3 separate regions of the Mus musculus genome follow, and regions 1 and 2 are each linked to region 3. Evidence: chromatin contacts called from public HiChIP or PLAC-seq data. All regions are on one chromosome and are shown on one strand. Each heading gives the region's core, a stretch centred on a gene start, on an enhancer-like site or on the middle of the called end of the contact. The rest is flanking DNA. Distances are from core to core; before and after follow the strand shown.

Evidence for each region. HiChIP or PLAC-seq counts read pairs in DNA pulled down with a chosen protein or histone mark.
Region 1: a contact with region 3 is called in an H3K27ac HiChIP or PLAC-seq map of double positive thymocytes, with 5 times the contacts expected there. The contact joins the promoter of Sgk1 here to the promoter of Bclaf1 in region 3. A contact is called at or near these places in 1 of 39 promoter capture datasets (embryonic stem cells) and 3 of 115 datasets of contacts at active chromatin or transcription factors (astrocytes, double positive thymocytes and embryonic stem cells).
Region 2: an H3K4me3 HiChIP or PLAC-seq map of the 230-238 cell line shows a contact between it and region 3, with 6 times the contacts expected there. The contact joins the enhancer-like site here to the promoter of Bclaf1 in region 3. A contact is called at or near these places in 7 of 39 promoter capture datasets (the 3T3-L1 cell line, embryonic stem cells, hippocampal neurons and 3 more), 2 of 484 Hi-C or Micro-C datasets (Th1 cells and extraembryonic endoderm stem cells), 7 of 115 datasets of contacts at active chromatin or transcription factors (the 230-238 cell line, the SCID.adh cell line, bone marrow-derived macrophages and 4 more) and 3 of 9 other capture datasets (adipose tissue, liver and macrophages).

What each region holds. Positions count from the first base shown.
Region 1 is chr10:21,880,614-21,884,002 of GRCm38.p6, reverse strand. It overlaps Sgk1 (serum/glucocorticoid regulated kinase 1), which reads right to left and starts at 1,819. Exons shown (of 14, transcript NM_001161845.2): 1 at 1,296-1,819. The coding sequence starts at 1,364. It overlaps Gm46215 (a long non-coding RNA gene), which reads left to right and starts at 1,725. Exons shown (of 3, transcript XR_001779732.1): 1 at 1,725-1,810; 2 at 2,253-2,305.
Region 2 is chr10:21,312,209-21,315,450 of GRCm38.p6, reverse strand. The region is part of intron 4 of Hbs1l (Hbs1-like (S. cerevisiae)); the gene reads right to left. Among named protein-coding and RNA genes, the nearest start is that of Hbs1l, 18 kb to the right of the region's middle. Within about 2 kb of position 1,515, at least 11 of the 459 cell types and tissues checked have an H3K27ac peak or open chromatin away from gene starts, as enhancers often do. A contact at or near this core is called in the 230-238 cell line and pro-B cells, where this site is marked.
Region 3 is chr10:20,310,537-20,314,013 of GRCm38.p6, reverse strand. It overlaps Bclaf1 (BCL2-associated transcription factor 1), which reads right to left and starts at 1,545. Exons shown (of 13, transcript NM_001025392.1): 1 at 1,410-1,545.

The DNA of each region.
Region 1 (3,389 bases), core at 570-3,069, 1.6 Mb before region 3:
TCTACTGGGGAAAGACCTCTCAACTGACACTGGCTGCAGGAGTTAGCGTTACTCAGATTTAGTGCGTATCGTTTGCATTTGGCCATAGATTTGGGGATCTCTAAGCCAGGATGTGAGAGAGCTCCTGCTGGCGCTTGCAGACTGCTGGTTTGCAGACCTGCCTTTCCAGCTTGACCCTTCAGTGCTAGGAGGCCGTCCAGCCCAGCCTGTAATTCATTACGTTCTGTTGCCTTTTCGGCACACACAGACGCGGCCTGAATGAAGGGAAGGGTGAATGAATGGAAGGAAGCAGCTGGATAGGACCGCCCCGGGCACTAAATAGGACGGCACAACTGGGGCTACAGGAGCCTCCTATTGCTTAAGAGACACTCCCCATAAGGATGTCAATGATCAGTCTTCCAACAACCACTCATTTCTGAGTCCCCACTCATGTATAAATTTGCAGAGCCACAGACCTCCAGTGTGGCCATTGCAATGAACTGAGTTTATCTGTGAAACAGAGAAAGGTCTATTCATTTACAGCCCTATGACATTACTAACATTATGAATGAAAGGAATTTAAACAAATGTATACAGCAAATGTACATAGCAGCAGAACCCTCCCCGCACGCCCCCCCCCCCAATCATAGTTTGGGCTATAAAACAGGCTATCCCTTATTCTTTTGGTAAGGGCACGTGTGCTAGGCAAAATTGAGGCAACTTGAAATAGAGGGTTTGAGATGTTGGGAGTCCATCATTTCTGTCAAAGGTCACTCTGGTCCTTTCCTGTTTACCCCAAAGATAGAGATAGTGGCAGAATGGATTTGAGGAGCCAAAGCTGCTTCTAACAATTGAAGACGAAAATGCAGCAGCCCTTGAGACGGAGGGAAGGTGTGGCAAAGTTGAACCCTTCAAAGATAAGAGCGAGAGAGCTACTTAATTAGCCCAGACTAAATTGCTTCTTATTAACTGCACTCGGGCCAGCTGTCTTTGAAACTGCCTTGTAATCCTGGGCATGGCTTTGATTGAGAAATCTCAGTTCCCATCTTAAACCCATTTGAAGGCATCTCGGCCCAACCCCCTTCTTCCAATGCAACTCCTCTGAGCCCCCCCTTTCCATCAACATCTCCCCTACCCACCCCCCAACAAATATGAATCTCAGCAGGGCCAGCGCTCACCTTGACCACTGACACCAGAAGCTCTGCTTTCACGAAGGGCTCAGTAACAAAACCCGAGGCTTACCCTAGGCAAGCCTCCAAAAGCATTTGAGAGAAGCAGCGTAGAAAACAAAAGCAACAACCACAACCTGGGCTTACCCGTTTCTTAAAAAATTGGAACGCTGAGCATTTCTTGACCGGGAATCCATTCATGTCTTTGTTTACCATCTTCCACAGAAGGGACTTCACAGTTATAGATCCAGGGTGGCACCGGCTTGGTTTACTGCATCTGTATCCCGATCCGCCTTCCTGGAGACGGTGAATGAAGACCGAACGGGATGGAGAGGCTAACGGGGCTCAGTTTTTCACTCGCTCATCCTGCTGCGGCAGCGACTGCAGTAACTCGCCCCACTTTCAGAGGCCACTGGCAATGGCTTTTCTCTTTCCATCATTGCTTTGAAACGTAAGCATCACCACAACAGGACCCCGGGGCCGGATGGCGGGATACAGCAAATCTATCCAGAGATGCTCTGGCGGGCGCTCAGGCGAGAGCAGGGTACCGTCCCCGCCCCCAGCTACCGAGCTGCTCCCGGGCTGAGCGGGGAGCGAGCGACTCGCTCTGCTCCAGGTGATGCGCTGCTGGAGGCTGCTGGAGGAGAGCTGTTTTTGATTGTGTAGGTTCCAGTGGGAGCTGTAGTTAAGCAGCTGGGGGAAGGAGTAAGAAAGAGCTGAAGCCGGAGGGAGGGAAGGAGGAAGGGAGAGAGCCTCCTCAGAAAGGTAAATGGAAAGAGAAAGCAAGGCAGGAAGGAGCAAGGATGCATGCATGCATATGTGAGTAAGATCAGAGGATGGTCAGGAGACACAGAAAACACAGAACAACGGATTCCCTTGGGAGGGTTCTTTGAATTGGTTTTTCTTTGCAACAATGTGGTAACCAGAGTAAAATGCAGACCCAATAATGTAATTCTCAATGAAGTTCTTCAGATTCCGGTTCTGATACCAAGCCCCGGAGGCAGGGGGTGGGGGGCATCAAACGTGTTCCTGCCCTATGAAACCTTGAAAAATAAAATAATGTGCCTACACATGTGTAGCAGTGAATGGTCTCTTACTCTGTAGGGTCCTCGGATGCCCTTCCTTCCGCTGTGACATTAGAAGGAACAACTGGGGAGGTAAGCCCACCCTTTTCAACAGAGAAGCCGGCAGTAAGAGAAAATCAATGAACAGAAACAAAGTGTGCAAAACCAATAGGCAGAACCTTGCCCAGACCTTCACCAAAAATTCGTGCTGAATCCATTCAATGCTAAGGGAGTCACAGGAAGCAAGGACGAGTCTTTTTACATGCCCCAACTTATCCTGAACCTCTGCAAAGTGAATTCATTTAACAAAAACATTTAATTATGCGTAGCTCGTTTCCACTTGTGCTCTTTGATGCTGATATTTTATGAGTTTTGTTTTGTTTTTTAAATAGGATTTATAGCAAAAAGGTTTGGGGTCCCTGTTAGCATGTGGTTTTGATCAGCTACTTCACCTCCGGCTGTACTTTGGTCTATGAGATAGACATACACGATCACTCACTCACTCACTCATTCATTCACTCATTCATTAATTCAGCCACTCAATCACTTGTTTGACATCTCATTCTATTCAAATATAGCATTCAAATCCAAAACCAGTAAGCGTTCACTGGTAGGAAATACACTAGAACTATCCTTAAAAATAATTGTTGATTGAGTGCTTGCATGAAACCATGAGTTTAATCCTCAGGACCACAAAACAAGCAAACAAACAAAAGAAAAAACAAAACAGCGACAGACACTGTGGCAACATGGGATTAGAACCCCTGCAGTTGGGAGGTTAAAGGTAGGAGGATCAGAAATGCAAGCTTATCCTCAGAGTTTGAGGCCAGACTAGAATTCATGGGATCCTAGCCAGAAACAACACCCAAACAGAACAATAACAACAACAAAACCCACATTGTTACACCATTTATATGGGAAACGTGGATTAACTGGGGAAGAGGTGCCTGAGTTCCTTTAGAGTATGAGTTTCTATGAGGTGAGATATGGATGAAGTTGTACAAGACACAAGGATACATTATGTAATCTACAGCTTCAGTAGGCCGTGATTTTCCTAAAGGGGCCATCTAAAATCACCAGAGAGAACTCAAAGAGAATTATTCTAAGATGAAAGAAATGTTCCCCATCGGGATTATGGTAATGACTACAGTAAGAACCAAACTTCATCATGAAACGA
Region 2 (3,242 bases), core at 266-2,765, 1.0 Mb before region 3:
GAGAAAAAGTCTGCAGGGGTAGTAACAATTGCTATGAGGTGAAAATAAAAAGTATACGTATGTCTGCAGGTGTACTAACACCACCTATGTGGTGGGACTAAGAATACAGCGAGCCTCAGACACATATGAAGACACAATGACTCCAATCTGAAGAGAACGGAGGCAGGCACAGGAGGCGAGGGGAGGGAGAAGAGGAAGCTCAGGGAATGTACTGGGAGACTGCATGGTGGATGAACTAAACACATCAGGTGCAGGGGCTTAGGGTAGAACAATTAGGCAAACAAGAGGAAATGACCTGAACATCTCAGAGGAACTACACTGGGTCTGGTGCATGAAATACTTGAAGAGGTAATGCGGTCAATGAACAAACTCCTTAGCTGTTTCTGCAGTCCCTCCGAAAGCTAACAGCTAACGACGGGAACCAGTGGGCGATGATGTATGTCAGATGCCCTTCATTCATGGACCAAAAACTGGGTATACCAATGTTCTCCAACATGTAGTTCTAACTCCCAAGTCACACTCAAGGAACTGTGGCCATCCATCACTTACAGGCCTGCACAGAGCACTGGACAGTTTGAGTCCTCAACAGATAAGCTCCCAAGTGAGGCCAAACAGCAACACTATTTCTTATTTCAAGCTCTCATGGTAAAAACACGGGCTTCTCATGGATTTGGTGTCATGGTTTTCTATTTTTGTCTTCTTTTGTTGTTGTTTGTTTTTTGTTTTGTTTTTTTGTTGTTTGTTTTTTTTTTTTCTTTTTTGGTTTTTTGAGACAGGGTTTCTCTGTGTAGCCCTGGCTGTCCTGGAACTCACTTTGTAGACCAGGCTGGCCTCGAACTCAGAAATCCGCCTGCCTCTGCCTCCCGAGTGCTGGGATTAAAGGCATGCACCACCAACGCCCGGCTTATTTTTTGTCTTCTTAGAAGCAGAATACTGACATGTCTACAATTCCTAAGCACCAGAAAACTATGAAATGTGTTGCAAAAACAGTGCACAATAGATGAGATATTCTGTTAAACAGTCACCTGTGAGCTCACTGTAATGCAGTAATGAGATGCAATAATACATATTAATAGAGGCACATGGAGGACCAAGTTACATATTGACTGGTTAGTGTGCATGCAACCCATGGCTCATCAGTTACAGGGCACATATAGTAATACATGTCTTATACGAAGAATGTCTCAGTCGCCTTGTAGAATAGAATTAACCCAAACAATAAGAACGAGTTATCTACATGTATGTGTGTCTAAATAAACACTTACTCCTGAGTCAGACATAAGAGTGACAGTCAATTATAAGTTAGCAGGTCAGGAAGAAAGGCATCAAAGATTATACTGGGTCAACAGAGGACAATGCTAATGAAAAATCAAGAAGTAGCAGTTCAGATGAGGAGACAAAAAGAGAGAGATCTCTTTCGAAGTTACAAGTGTTGCAACTTGTAAGTAGAAGCCTACATCCACCCCCCTCTTTGAAGTAAGACTCCTCAGGCTGTTCACTTTGGCATAAGGCCTGCATCTAAACCAGCCTGCTTTAGTAAGTCAGGCGTGACAAGACAGGAAGTGTGCTCTCAATCCTTGCCCCTCCCACCATCACCTCAGAAATTAATATTCAGGACCCTGTATGAATGCTTATGTTTCTATATGAGGCATAAAATATCAAATTATAAACACACACGCACGCAGGCAATCACAATCCCATGGGGAAAAAGAACTATAAATGATGAATACATTGGAAAAAATTCTTCACACCCAGTGGATTGGTTTTTGTCTATAGTAAGATGAAAAGCAGTACTTTCTGGATAAATTATCAAAATGCCGTTCAGAAATACCAAACTCCTATAGAAACTTCTAATGGGTAAACAATGTTTTTATACTTGATTTAAGAAAACCTCAGAATTGTAATTTCTTTCAATGTAGCTTTTATAAAAATGTATATATACACTCAAAATGTGACAAGTTTCCATAGCATGAAAATTAGTTGCACAATTACAGAGTCTTATGCAGTTATAGGTACAAATATAAAAACTATCATAGAAATCCCTACTAATTCTTCCCTTTCTATCCAATATTATCTTTGCTTACACACTCATTTTATAAACAAATACATGTATATACACATACACATATACATTTGTGAACATAAGAGAAAGCTGATGATACATAACTCATTTTCAATATATAATGATCCAAACACAAGCTGTTCGAGGCCAATCTAGAAGACAGCAGACATTTTACAAACATGTTCTTTTTCTCTGCACTGTATTCTCTGAAGTGCTTCCTTTTCTAGTCACAACCCTTCCGTGGTGTCATCACTGGGGTGACAGCCAGATGCACGACAGCCCCATAGCAATATCAACTCTAACAGCTATTGCTATTTCTGAGGAAGGGTAGAAGAAAGGAAGGTCCAAAGCAGAGGGCGCACAGGTGAAAATGCAGGGGGAGCAGAACAGGAAAGGCCGGGCACAGCCAGAGCCTGAGCAGAAAGGATGCGTGGTTCTAGACAATTCCAAGAACCACGAACTTTACAGTGAAAAGGACAAAATGCCCACGAACACAACAGAGCTTTAAAGATCGAAGAGAACAAAGAGCAACAGGCATCATTCTGAACATCTTTTCCATCATTTAGAAGTAGTTTACTGTATTCCTATGTAAATGGAGGCATCTGATCATAGCACAAAGATGCCTCTGCGTGTCAACGTGGATGTTTGAAGTAGGAAACAAAGGTAACCCTAACACATTCAACATCCCTGTGTTCCCAGACAGCAGCAGCTGTACACACAGCTGTAAGCATAGTCACAATGCCTATTACCAATGAGCACACCCTGCTCTGTGCCAGGGACCATGGCAAGGGGGACAGACAGCAGGGAGACTCTCAGCTTCACTCTGAGTCTCAGAAACTGTGACATTCCCAGTCAGAAGGGCAAGACCTTGTTAAGCACAGGCCAGACAGGTTAGGAGCCAAGTGTAAAGAAAGAGGAAGGCTAGGAAGTTATTTTTTAGAAGAAATTATATATATGTAAAATATATATCATGTAAATGTAATATATATATATCTTTTCTGCACGTGAAAAAAACTCTAAGTGGTAGTTTCAATCCTAATCAGCTAACAAGTACACACAGCCCACCTAAGTACAGTTTACAACATATTGTTTCTCTTCTTAAAAACTACTCTATCATAAAAAGTAAAATAATACTATTATACTCTTTAGTATGGATCAAGTGGAAATTGAATATGAATAT
Region 3 (3,477 bases), core at 296-2,795:
TGAGTCTGAAGTGACTAACAGGTTTTTTTTCCCTTTCAATTTTTCTCCTTTTCAATTCTAATAGAAAACTTTAAATTTAAAGGTAGAAAGTACAGGTCCTCACTTTAACTAGATAAACTTAAAATATGTTGGGTATGAATTTGCACATCTATAACCCAAACACATATATACATGGAGAACCCGTAGTTCGAAGCCACTTGGACCCAAGAAGATCGTCTAGGGTACAGAAATCCAATATTCTGGTCACTCCCCAGACCAAGAAAACAAATCTTAAAACTCAGCTGGGGTGACGAAGAAGTGACGAAAAAAAAATACTATTATCCCACCACTCCCGAAGCTAAGGCAGGAGATTAACTGGGAGTTCAAGGCCAGCACTGAGTGACAGAACTATAACCTTCTTCCTTCACCCATTTATCCCCCCAATCACCGCTGCCAATATCCTCAATTTCTAAAGTGTGCTAACTCTTACCAAAAAAGGTAGCCGGGGCGGTGGTGGCGCACGCCTTTAATCCCAACACTTGGGAGGCAGAGGCAGGCGGATTTCTGTTCGAGGCCAGCCTGGTCTACAGAGTGAGTTCCAGGACAGCCAGGGCTACACAGAGAAACCCTGTCTGGAAAAACAAGAAAAAAAAAAAAAAAAAAAGGTATGTCAGCGCTTGGATTACTGAGAAAGGGCCCCTCTCTTAGTCGCATCCCGCTAGAAACTGGAACTACGCACCTACTGATCGGCTACAACAGTGAGTTGGTAGGGAGCCAAAACGAAAAACTTTGGCGCCAACACCCAGGTGTCTGCTACAAACAGATCGAAAGCCTTCATCTGATTAAGCCTGGCCTAAACCGACATATGTACCCCATAGAGGCGAGGGAGGCGGCTTAACCGCCACGCACGACGTGGCTGATTCCGTTGCTTAACTTTGTCGCAGCTCGCCGTTATCTCCTCCGAGTCCCAAAGGCTAGGACCAGGAAGGAAGACGCCTCCCCCAAGGCCAACAACAAGCAAGGCTCGGAAACTAACACACGCGGCGGCGTTGCCATGGGCAGGGAAGAAAGGGGAAAAAAGCACGCGTGCGCAGAGCCCTGGGCCGGGCGCGCGCAGGAGTCCCAGCCGAGGCCGTGGGGGAAGGGTCGGCGAGCGGTTTGCGCACGCGCACGCCGAGGCCTCCCGGGCTCCGGCCCCGAGCCAGGTTCGCAGCCCGGCCCGCTGGTGGCGCAGCTCCCCCATCCCCCCACCCCGGCGGCCCGCGGCGCCTTCCAGACCCGAGGGAGCGAGGAGGAAAACGCACGAGTAACGGCTCGGGGTCCCCGTTCCCGCCGCCGACCCGTCACCACGCGTCAGAGTTGTCGATACCCAACCGCCCTGTCGCCTCGGCTTTCTCCTTTGAGTGACTCGAATGCGGCGCGAGGCCTACCTGACACGCCGAAGCACGATGTGCGTGCAGGGTTTACCTCCGTGCTAACTACACAGCGGCCATTTCCCGACTCCAGAAGGAGAGGAAGACCATAGAGGCGGCCTCGTCGCGCTAGCTCGGCTCCGTCACTTCCGACTTGGGGCGTGGCCTTCCAGGCCGCTAAATCGCTAGGCAGGCCCCTCCCACCGTCCCGCCCAGGCGCGACTGGCGAACCGCGGTTGAGTGTAGCCCAAGGCTTTCTGGGAAGTCTCGTTGCCCGGTCTCGCGAGGTGTAGCCGACAGGGGGTGGGACAAGGGTGGGGCGGGCCCTGAAGGGCTGGCTGGCTTCTCCGCAGGCGGCTCGGCTTTGTTCGAAGAACAGTCGAGACTGATGTCCCCTGACTTCCGAGCCGCTGTTAGCGAGCCTGGCTCCTTCTGAGGCGGCGACCCAGAGCACGCCAGAAGCTCTCTCACTGAGGAAAAGGCCGGAAAACCGACGACGCAGGGCTGCGTCTGCCCGGAAGCGCCGTCCCTCGGACGCCTAACATGACAGTTACAAGGCAGTCTCTGCCGAGTGGCTTCGGGTGAACTCGCCCCCCGCCCCCTCCCGGGCCGATCGTGAGACTTGGATCGGCTGGGCGACTGCGTCACGGAATGGCTCTTAACTTCCCGGGCGCCGGAGCCTGGCCCCTGAGGCTTTCTCAGAGTTTTGTACGGATCCGGAAACCTCACGCCCTAACTGGATCTGCCAGAATCAGATTATAAACGAAGAAGCCAGGATTGAATTGAAGCAAGTTGCAGACATATTTACCTGCTGTTCTTACCAAAGCAGGACCACTCAAGGGACTAAAGCCGTTATTACGGTGTGATATTTTAGGACAACGTTAAATTCCTTGAAGGATTTCAAAGCTGTAATTGGCAGCCTGTCAGTTAAGTTCAGCATTAGAGTTTGATTCTGATCTTTAACCTTGTTCAGGGCAGCCTGTCCTCACAATCCACTCCACAGTGGAGGAAGTACCTGACTGACCAATGAATCCTGATTTTGATTGTATTTTAATTGGGCAATTGCTCCGCACCCAGCTCCCACTACCATGGTGGAAGCTATGATCTGCGCTATATGCGGGACCCTGATAGGTCTAAAGCATAAAGTAGGAGCTCAGAAAATACTTGTCAAGTAGGTGAGCTGTATTTACATGAAGCACAAAGACAGCACAACTGTGCTATTTTATATTAATGAGACAGCAGGGGCCAATAGCTCTTAATCTATTCAAAATACCAAAATCTAATCACTTTGAAGCTATTAAGTCCTGTGCAATTCTAGTATATGTTGGAAAGTTATCTTTTCATCTAAGGCAATATAATTTTTCGCTCATTAGATCCCCTGTGCTGGGCACTGAACCCGCAGAACCTGCCTGGTACGCGCTACACAATTGTTCAGCCACAGAAGTACACCTTCCTAACCTAACTTTGACCTCAAATAAATCAATGTGTTACCAAAGAAGGAAGACATGGGAACAAATAAATAAGTGGATGTCTAACAAACAGGTTGAGCCTCTGTAAGGAGCTCAGACGGTCAAGGAACCGCTCCCAAGCCCAATACAACCTGAGTTCAATCCCTGGGACCTTTATGGTAGAAGTGTAGTAGGGCCCAAGACAACTCCCTCCATGGCAGAAGTACTATTCAGGCTGTAAAACTCAGCATGTAGGCAGTCCTATCTGCCAAAAGGAAACAAAGACCTAATTCATCGAGGTCTATAGCTCTGGGGAAGTGTATGTGTGCGAAGAAGCTTGTGTTTGGGCATCTGTAGTCCACATCTAGTTAACTGCTTTTCTTAAATGAAGTCTGTCAACCCAGAACACGGTTTTTGTGCCTCTCACCCTGATAAAGCCAAGGACTACACACTCGGATCTGGAACACTCAGACAGCTAATATACTTTCCATTGCCTTAAAACCATGTCCAAGCAGTCTTCCCTGTTGAAAACTTCACAGCAGAAGGACAGAACAGATTCCTAAAGGTTGTCCTCTGACCCTGTCTACAGGGAGTTGTAGCATATAACCACTCCATACACTTAGGCAAATGTATGTGAA